Regions from separate parts of the Bicyclus anynana genome. Here region 2 is linked to region 1. Evidence: chromatin contacts called from public Hi-C data. All regions are on one chromosome and are shown on one strand. The core of a region is the stretch at or near the end of the contact, and the rest is flanking DNA. Distances in the headings are between cores, read along the strand shown.

What was found. A called contact is a pair of places that touch in the nucleus more often than the background predicts.
Region 2: a contact with region 1 is called in a Hi-C map of whole larva, with 4 times the contacts expected there. The contact joins the enhancer-like site here to the promoter of LOC112043399 in region 1. A contact is called at or near these places in 2 of 2 Hi-C or Micro-C datasets (whole body and whole larva).

Annotation. Positions count from the first base shown.
Region 1 is chr15:573,087-577,988 of ilBicAnyn1.1, reverse strand. It overlaps LOC112043399 (frizzled-2), which reads right to left and starts at 1,815. Exons shown (of 2, transcript XM_052885856.1): 1 at 1,402-1,815.
Region 2 is chr15:612,380-617,250 of ilBicAnyn1.1, reverse strand. It overlaps LOC112043399 (frizzled-2), which reads right to left. Exons shown (of 2, transcript XM_052885856.1): 2 at 3,138-4,871. The coding sequence ends at 4,596. It overlaps LOC112043417, which reads left to right. Exons shown (of 11, transcript XM_024078819.2): 11 at 1-2,547. Among protein-coding and RNA genes, the nearest start is that of LOC112043417, 12 kb to the left of the region's middle. Within about 2 kb of position 3,375, at least 8 of the 8 cell types and tissues checked have open chromatin away from gene starts, as enhancers often do.

The sequences.
Region 1 (4,902 bases), core at 566-3,065:
ACATAACCATGGAGTAATAGGTATGTAAAATTAATAATATTTTATATACAATGCATAAATAATAAACAATAGCTAGGACTATCCCAGAGGCACAGTGAGCATGGTGTCCCGAGTTGCAGTGTACAAGTCAAGTTTGTTCCTTTGCAGCGTATCCGGTTGTTTGGGCATAAACAAAATTTTATTTTTCTCGGCGCGTAATTCTCGCGGGAACGAAACGACCCACGACCTTATTTTCATGAAATTAAATGTTATAGAGTTTCTACTATACTTTACAGTTTACTGCTATTGTGAAACGCTGGTTTACACTGCAGTGGTAACTTTCAAAGAAAAATAAATTACAGTTTACAGAAGCAAGCGGTTTGCTGAGTTATTCGATAGCTCGGTGTCCATATGAGTATATTTTTTTCTGAAAAATGTTTAAATTTGTTTCCAGAAAGCGTCAGACTTTGTACTTTGTTTGACTACAGGTGCTGATCTTTTATCAACATTTATTTCAAGTAGGCTCAGTTTAGAAGCACTTTTGACACGTAAGTTGACCATTTGTAAAGATTCTACCACCGGTTCTGCTGAAAAGAAACCGGCAAGAAACTCAACAGTTGCTTTTTTTTAAAAAAGTTATCTGTGCTGTGTGATAAACGCACCCTTGTTTTGTGATTTAGGTCAATGATAGGTATTTCATTAGCAAAAAATATTAAGTAGGGTAGGTTATTAATTTGTGTAAATTATTCTTCAGCTTTTTATTTTATTAACGTATTTTTTATTCCTGTCTGTAGATGTCTATTTACGATATTCTTGAGTGCAAGTCTAGATACCTACCTACTAAACAAATTTTTGTTTTTATTGAGATTTTTTGGAAATGAAATTCAGCTGGATCCGTCGTTTAAATGTGTATAATATATTTATGTATCTATATCTATTTTCAGTTTGATTTCTCGCGTACCTCAATAATATTACTTATTGCAGCCGCGTTACATCTTTATCAATCAACAATTCGAAAATGTGTTTTACGAAGACCATAGACATTACAGTAACAGTAGAGGGATATAGAACTCTTAACAAGTCCACTAATTAGGTATTAATTTTATCATTAGATTCACGATAAACAGTGTTGATGTTTAACTGATTTTTCCGTGATACGAGGCAAATTCTCAAGTTTTATCACAGTCAAAGTGCTATGTAAACAAAAGAAAACAATGCAAACAATTTACGGTTGTAGAGATAACGTTTAGCCAAGACAGAATGGCACGACCTTCCGACGGCGTTCCTTCGATCGATCGTAATCGCCTTGCACCGCTGCAAGATACCCGTGTATATTGCCCAATCTAGCCCGCAACTTATCAACAAAACAAATCCTGGCTTATCATCTAATACGTCAAATCGATATTCGATAACCGAACTCACCGTTTTCCAAGCAGCAGCTAACACAACACTACACATGTATTTCGAACACACCAAAACTTCACCGTCGTCTTAAACAAAACCTAATTGAATCCATGTTATCATTTAAAAGTATCGATCAGTCACACACTGGAAACCGTCCTCTGCGACGCGTTATATTTTTACATTCAGACACCGAAGATTTCTTCACTGTTCCGCCGTTGTTCTCACTTAATTTACAGGTGAAACGACTTCGACAGAATCCGATAACGTTTTGGAAGTGAGTTATTGTTGGGTCACAGTCAGCTGGGCGATTGTTTGAAACAAATGATAGCGAATAGCGATATTTACGAAAGCGTACGTAACCAACTACACAACACGCTGTCAAGAAGCGCGGAGAGGGACTGACCGGGTGGATTGCGGCGGACTGAGACGAGTGAATGAACGAGGGAGCGCGGTGTAGCCGAGGGGGGACGCGCGGGGGCGAACTGATGTCACGACTGTTTCGGTATACCCCGTCAATAGATGGCGCCTCTTGTCCTCTAGACAAACTCGCAGGAGCGCCGAGCGTTTGAAATTTTCTAAATAATTATGCAGCCATTCCCGTGTTCTGGAATTAGGAAGGCGTTTTCGAATTATCGTAGTCAAACGTTTGCTCGTGCTCTCCGCGCTTTATCGAATCCGCTCTTTCAATGTCCGGATTCAATTTACGGCTATCGAATTTTAAATTCCGTCTCCGACGGAAATTAGTGTGTGCACAGCGTTAGGTAGGTACGTTGAACCGGGAAAAATGGGAAAAACGGGGGGAAATAATTACAGTTTGTTTGAGCAGCTAAGTAAGTGGAAAAATGTAAAAATCTAGCAATTTTAAAAAGGCGATTGTACCTTATCCGTAGTCTGTGAAAATTTCTATTAAAGTTTGTAGAGTTTTTTTCCTCGATATCTACTGGGGGGATAGAGATCAATGAAGAAAGTCTTTGATTACTTTATCCCTTTGCAAGTTCGAAGCGATATTGAAGGGACGGCGTCGGCTACATTTTTTTGCTTTTTTATCTTTTTGAGAGGAACCTACTCTAAACAAAGGAACTTTAAGGCTTTATAAGCTTTTATAACTAGCAGTTATATATACCTAGGTTCGAGTGCATTTAGAACATTAATTAACAAACCCGCCAAGTTTGCGGCGTCAATCCACAATAAAGCAGTGTGATGGGTGTATATCCAATTCCCTCTCCTATAATGAGGGAAGCCAGACCAGCCAGCCAGAGGACATTTAGATATTATATATTGTATATAATATACTTATATTGATATTAAATTAATTTTTAATCTTTCATTTACTTATTTGTCCTTTTTTTAATTTTTAACAATGTTTATACAAAAATATAATACAAAACACTATTAAAAATAAAAAAATAAACCCTAGCGCTGCGGGACATTTGAGTGCCAAAGCAACCGGCGTTCATGGCTCTATCTAGAGTGAGGAACCTCCTCACAATAGCGCCGTCTCCAGAATCACTGCCTTCTGTATCCGACTCTTGATCCAACAGTTAAGTGAAAGCTTCTTAAGATGTTGGTCGAAGCTTTTCGCTATAAGACCATTGACTGAAAAAACTATCGGAACAATAATGCAATGATAATAATAGTTGACTCAACATTCCAGATGGCGGTAATCTCGTGAGAAATTTTGATACTTTTTTCCTTCTAAGCTTTAACCAGATTATCGTCATATGGAACAGGTATATCAATACTTATTGCATAACGCACTGACCGATTGACTAGTACTTTAACAGGTCTATTGGCAACAATATACCTGTCAGTGAAATCGTTCGGTCCCAATAGAGCAATGCACTGCTATTTTCAAGAACTGACGCTGGGTCGTACATAAAGCAAGGCATCTCAGAATCAATAAGACCTTACTGAAGAGCAAGCTGTTGGTGGATTATCTTGGCTATTTGAAAACTACAGAGATAACGAATGTAAATCTAATGATGCGTTCCCTCGCTCAGCCATTACAAATGTTTTAATTTTTTTTACATTACAAATTAAATGCTCAGGCATTGAAATTTTAACTCCATAGGTAACCAGTTTGGAAAACGGACACAAATTAGCAGGTAAGGTAAGACAGACATGAGTGATACAGCTAAAATAAAAACATATAAAAACAAACATCTCATTCCAAACCAATCGAAAAACTATTCACCATCGCGATAACCAAAATAAAATATAAACATTCAAAATGGCGGCGCGTATCGGACCTCATCGTAATTGATTTAGACCGCGGGTACACAATAAATCAGCGCGTTATCGTCCCTATCGCCACTCTATTGTTTATGGCCGGGTATCATCTGTCATATTCCATAGACAAGCCGAGTTTTATATACTAACTAGTGTGGCGACGAGCTTAGTTTACTCTCTATTTATTTTGGATAAAATGTTATCTCCGATGTAAAGTACTGTTTTTTATTCTTTGTTAATATTGGTGTTATGTAAGTAGATACTTATTCTGTGGCACAGTGCTAAGTAAATACGTATACTTTATTACTTATTCATAGATTATGAACAGATCTCGCGTCGCGCGTCACTATAGTCTGGCAAATTCATTGATAACACTCCCATGATATGCGGGCGACAGGGGGAAAGACTTCGCGGGTGTGAAATCGTGCGTGCGGGGAAGTGACGTGCATCAGTCGTGGGTTTTTCATTCATCGCTATACGCCCCCCGCCCTGCGCGAAACATCGGGAGTGTTACGAGCAAAGTTGCCAAGCTTTAACCTATTATTTAATTTAAACAAACGTTTCTTCTTATTTTTCCTCTCATTTTGCCCAATACCTATACGGAGTTAGTTTTCCCAAGCAAAAAGCGTCACTTCGAACGCTGATATACATCTTTGTCAGAGAGCCCCAATTTTTTCAAGTCCTTTTGGTTTGTCGTCAGCCAAGAAGTCAAAGGTCAAGAGGCAAGGGAAATACACTTTTTTACCAAATAATAATAGTTAGGTCTGTGTATCCTGTTTTATTGGTGCAACCATAATCGTAATAGTAAAAGTGCAACTAGGTATCAATTTAACTTATGTTTAAGTTAAATTATATACTTAGTTATATCTTTAAGGTAGATTCTATTTGTGAGTGGTGGACTGAATTTTGTTTCAATTTATAGTCATTGTTTATTATAAAATATTGCGTTATCGAAATGCTTTCGTCGTAAAATAAGTTATTTTTTGTGCGAAACTTATCATCTTAATAAAAAAGTTATCATTTAGGGTCAATCTGAATCATAACAGACGAGAATCTGACGCAATATTGCAAAGTTCTTTGAAATTGATGTACCTACCTAGGTTTTGCATTCCACAGATAAAAAATACTTAAATAAACTAACGTATAGTACATCAATTCTTTTAAGCTCCCTATTCAAAAATGTCTCTGTAGTAGGTACGTACATACTTAATATGTTTAACTGGCTAATTTGTTATTTTTTCACTGATTTCTTTCAAATTATAGGTACCTAAATAAAAAAACACATTCTAA
Region 2 (4,871 bases), core at 2,126-4,625, 38 kb before region 1:
TAATGGAGTTTCTCAATAACGTAGTACCGCTAGATAAAGTATACCTAACGCCATAAATGTAGAATACTGTAGTTTTAGAAACTAAAAACAAGCTATTACTGCCGTAGAATACCTAGTTAATGGAACAGAGTAATTTTCTTTATCAAAGTTACGGTAAGTAATACATTGTGTATTACTTAATTTTATAAAAGAAGTTCCCAGCAAAAACAGAGTCGTTTAAGATTGACTTGCCCGCCATCTGTTGTAAATTTGCTGTACTAATTAATAACTTTCTCATTTAAACACAGAAATTCAAAGTACAAAACTGATGGTTTAGCAATATTTCATATTGTATTATAATAATAGTAATCAAGTAATTGTTACTGTAAATATTATTGTTTTATACATATAACAACCGATTTTTATTACTAGACCGATTATAATTAATGTTATGTGCGTCAAGCTTTATTTACTTTTTACCAGGTTTCGGTTATAAAGTGCTTATATTTATTTCAAAATTCAAGTGTGATTTTATGTTGAACTTACGAGATTAAATAATAATAATAAGTCTAGTATATCGTAATAAGATATGTCCAGTTTTTCAAAAGGAATTTGTACGAAATTCTAACATTCTTGTCTGACTTCCAACAATACTTTAAACTCACTTCCAATTGGGAGAAAAAAATAATTTTATCATCTCCTCCCCCAACAATATTGTATAGAATATGGACAATATGTATGAAAGAAGAGATTACTTGATCGTCATTGGTTCGCATTAGAAGAGCTGGAGCTTGGACTCGCCGGGATTAGGGTTGTTTAATTAACGTACGTTATCAGATGATAATTGTAGTGATCGAGTCGGCTTAACGTGCTCTCTGAGGCACGAATGAGGGCTGAGAATTTTTACTCAATAAAATTTTTGACAGAGTTTTTCTTTCTTTTAAGATTTACTCGGCGTTTCTTTCTGACCCTACGTATTTTGACAATATTAGTTATTACTATTGTGTGAACACTCACAATAATAATATACTCGCTCAGCATAAAGTACCTATGCCACGAATTATTATTTTAGTCTTAGTATTGAAATGAAGCCTTACCTCCGAAAAATTAATTGCTATCGACTATTGAAAATAGGTTATTTAACTACAATATCTTCAAATGAATTTTTTATTGTTTTGCAATTAGTGTAATTCGTGGTAGGTACTTAACACCTACCTATAGGTACGAGTGGTACGATTAGCTTTGTAATAAAAATAATATTTTACCTGAGATAGCAATGTTGTGGCAATGAGAACGTTCTGGTAAACGATATACGTAACATGTAATGTGATACTCTGGCTCGTGTCGAGGTGTCGAGTTTCACCCAGTAAGCACTTAGTTATTTGGTAGTACCCATGTAATACCTACTTAGAATATTGTATGAAAATAGATCTAAGTTGCCTACAGTACAATAATAATTATTAATGAAGCCAGTAAGATGTTATTTCCTGTAGTCTTTTGTGTCCGTTGGTTTCAAACTTTGTCTGTCATTGCGATAACTGATAAGCTATAGGTATGACTTTGCACCTTAGGATATTTCTTTTATTTTTTTTATTTATTGAGAAGTTAGTTATAGCTTGGCAAATTCGTTAATGACACTCCCATGATATGCGGGCGACGAGGGGAAAGGACTGCGCGGGTGTGAAGTCGTGCGCGCGGGACATCGCTACCGGCCCGGCCCGCGCGGATCGTCGTGAGTGTTACGAACAAATTTAACAAGCTATAGACTTCGATCTCAATGTAATCTGATGTAAGCGGGCTTAATTGGAAGAGGTACAAGTGTCAAGTTTTACCAATATATCTCTGAAGGTTTCAACGCAGCATCGTACCGGAACGCTTAGTCACTTGGTGACTAGCCACGATGAATGCCTACCGACAAAGCAGATCTGAGCCAGTATAGAAAATCCTAAACTGACCTGAGCTGGAAATCGAACTTGGTGCTCTCTGTTGAGAAACACAGCACTACAGCAGAAGCAGTTGCTACTGCTGTTCTAGTCGTTACGGCTGTTGACCTCTCTGGTGCTGTTACAATCACCGGTCAACGGCCGTGAACGCGGTTAGGATCACAATTTCACTTTGTTACGATTATTATCGAAAAACCAGGGGAGCGATGGTTTCTCGTCGAATGGAACCAAACTAGCTTAGTTTCCGTTTTAAATCTCATGACCAATATCGTCCATAAGCAAAGTCAGCGGCAAACACTACAGTTCAGCGGGCGGTCATCGATCTTACTTGATGCATTTACTTGATCTTGAAGGTTATAATATCTTACTGGTGACATGACTGACTGATCCTCAATATTGACAATAGTTGCGCAGTCTGCGCTAGCGTATTACAAGATTTTGTTTCCTAAATAGTTTTTGATGAACGTCCATAGGTTTGTAGACTGTTTTACAAGTTATTTTAACGGTGCCGGACGAGGAATGTTCAAACTAGCATTATTGTAACTATTTTATGATATAGGTACATAATAATTAATTAGGTATTATTGTAAGAATGTCCTTTAAATAAAAATTTACAGACTGACAATTTTTTGTTTGTATTGTTGCTACCAAACCTAAACCTGCCTCTGTCAACGTGATAAATACAATTTATAGTTGCGCCTGATAAATTTACATAACTGTTACTATGTCCTTCACAACGAAATAAAGCAGCTACTTAACGGCAAAAATTAGTAAGTGAATACTGTATTTCACAAGACGAGTTCTGTGAGAGAAGTTCAGTAGAAGGTAGATAAAAAATTCTTGTCGTCTTGTTTTAATAGAAGATATATAAAATGGAACTTTTTACCCAAGGAAAAAGCATGACCAGAGCCTATTTCGAGACATAAGTATCAGTCAGTATAGTTTAGCAAAGTCGAATATTAATTATTTTCATCTTTTTTATCTGTAATGCGCCCTCTGTATGACTGTTCATAACAAGAATGCGATGTCTCAAGTTCGACTCCAACCAAGTACCTAAACGTAACTAAGTATTTTCTATGCAAGCATGCCCCATTAAGACCAATTATTTCTATCTCATCTACACTTCCCATCAGATGATACAGTAGTGGTGATTTATGCACGGGTCTCGGGGGCTCAGTTATCAGTACAAAAACGGGAAAACAAAAACAAGAGTGGTACATAAAAAAGTCACTTTATTTATCTACAGTTAGGATATAAAATAAATTACATAAATGATTTATCGGCTGCGGTGTCCGTGTATACATGAACATCCCACTTCTCGTTTATTATTTATTTATTAATTACAATTATATAGAAAGATAATACAAAATTATTGCACTTCACATGAGGTTCTAGGTTACCAACCAATCACATGAAAATTAGTACTACTACTAGACGATAGGTGGCGGTATTATCAGCTATTAGCCCTCAGGTGGCGCTACTGGTACGCGTTAGAGCCATCTGTTGGATACTTTACACAATCGCACTTACAATGTTGTTACATAGATGGCGCTGTTACAAAGTCAACGCGCGCGAACTGGTTACAATAATAATTATCTCTGATTTACCTACTATACGCGTGATTACAATTTAACAATCACATTATAGACTTATATTTATTTACAAAAAGGTGACTTATTTTACAAAGAAAACTTATATTAATTTTACTATACAGACATTTAATTGAAGTATTTTCATGGAATATGTGTTAACACTCATCAGTAATTCACTACATATTTATTGTGTTTGCGATTGGCAGTGTTAATCAGTCCTTAATCAGTCATTTAATATTTCTGTGCTCGTATGAATTCTCCTTAAGAAAGTAACGTTTTCATAAGATCAACAGTATTGTATCAAACTTTTTTAAAGATAATTCAAATAGCAAGTTAACTACCAGATCAAGTTAAATTACTAATGTGCATGTTTTCTAACCTAGAGCGTTGGTATTGACCAGGTAATAGCACTTAATGTCTTCTTCCGTCAAGTTCACCCTACAGCGGCGAGTTCCGTGGTATTAACTAGTTAATTGTCAATAAAATAAATGGTTAGATAAGTGCTGAAGTTTCAATTCGCTTTACAAGTTCACAGTCACAGGAGGTAGTCCACTTCTACAGGTAGATCTTACATATTACACGGTCAAGCCTCGACTGTTTATGACATTCAAGTCGGGATGATGGTGTAATGATGTCTAATGTATATTGTTCTGTCTTGCTACGATTTCAATGTCATACACAGTCAGGGCTCGGATTGTTGGAGGTGGTGTTATATTCCTAGATTTACGAGCATATATTTGTATTAGATGATGGAAATAGACACTAAGCACTTCACAGTTTACAAAAATAGAAAACAAATTGTGCATAGTCTATGACACGGCATCAGCTTTTCACAAAGCACTCTCTATGACACTACGAATTTGGAAAGTTCGAGAAGCGATGCGGGCTCGGACGCCACCGCCGCACTTACACTATTACGTATATGCGTATGCGTGTTCACGCTAGGACTAGACACAGTTCGGGGCGCTGGCACTGGCGCTCACACGGGCCCGTAGTCGGACAGCGGCTGCGCCGAGCGCGCGGAGGGCGCGGAGGGCGCGGGGGCGGGCGGGGCGGGCGGGGCGGGCGGCCCCGCGTCGCGTCACACGGCGCCCTTGACCAGCGCGCGCTGCGCGGGCGGCGGCGCGCGCCCCCCGCGCCACACGCGGCGCCACGACTCCAGCGTCTTGCCCGACCAGATCCACACGCCCGACGTGATGCCCACGGCCAGCGCCATGAAGTACTTGAGCATGAGCGCCGAGTAGACGGGGCGCGGGCCGCACGCCGCGCCGCACGCCACGCGCCGCAGCCAGCGCTCGCGCCCGCCCGCCTCGTACGCCAGGCAGCCGATCACCACGCCGGCCGGCACGGCGTACAG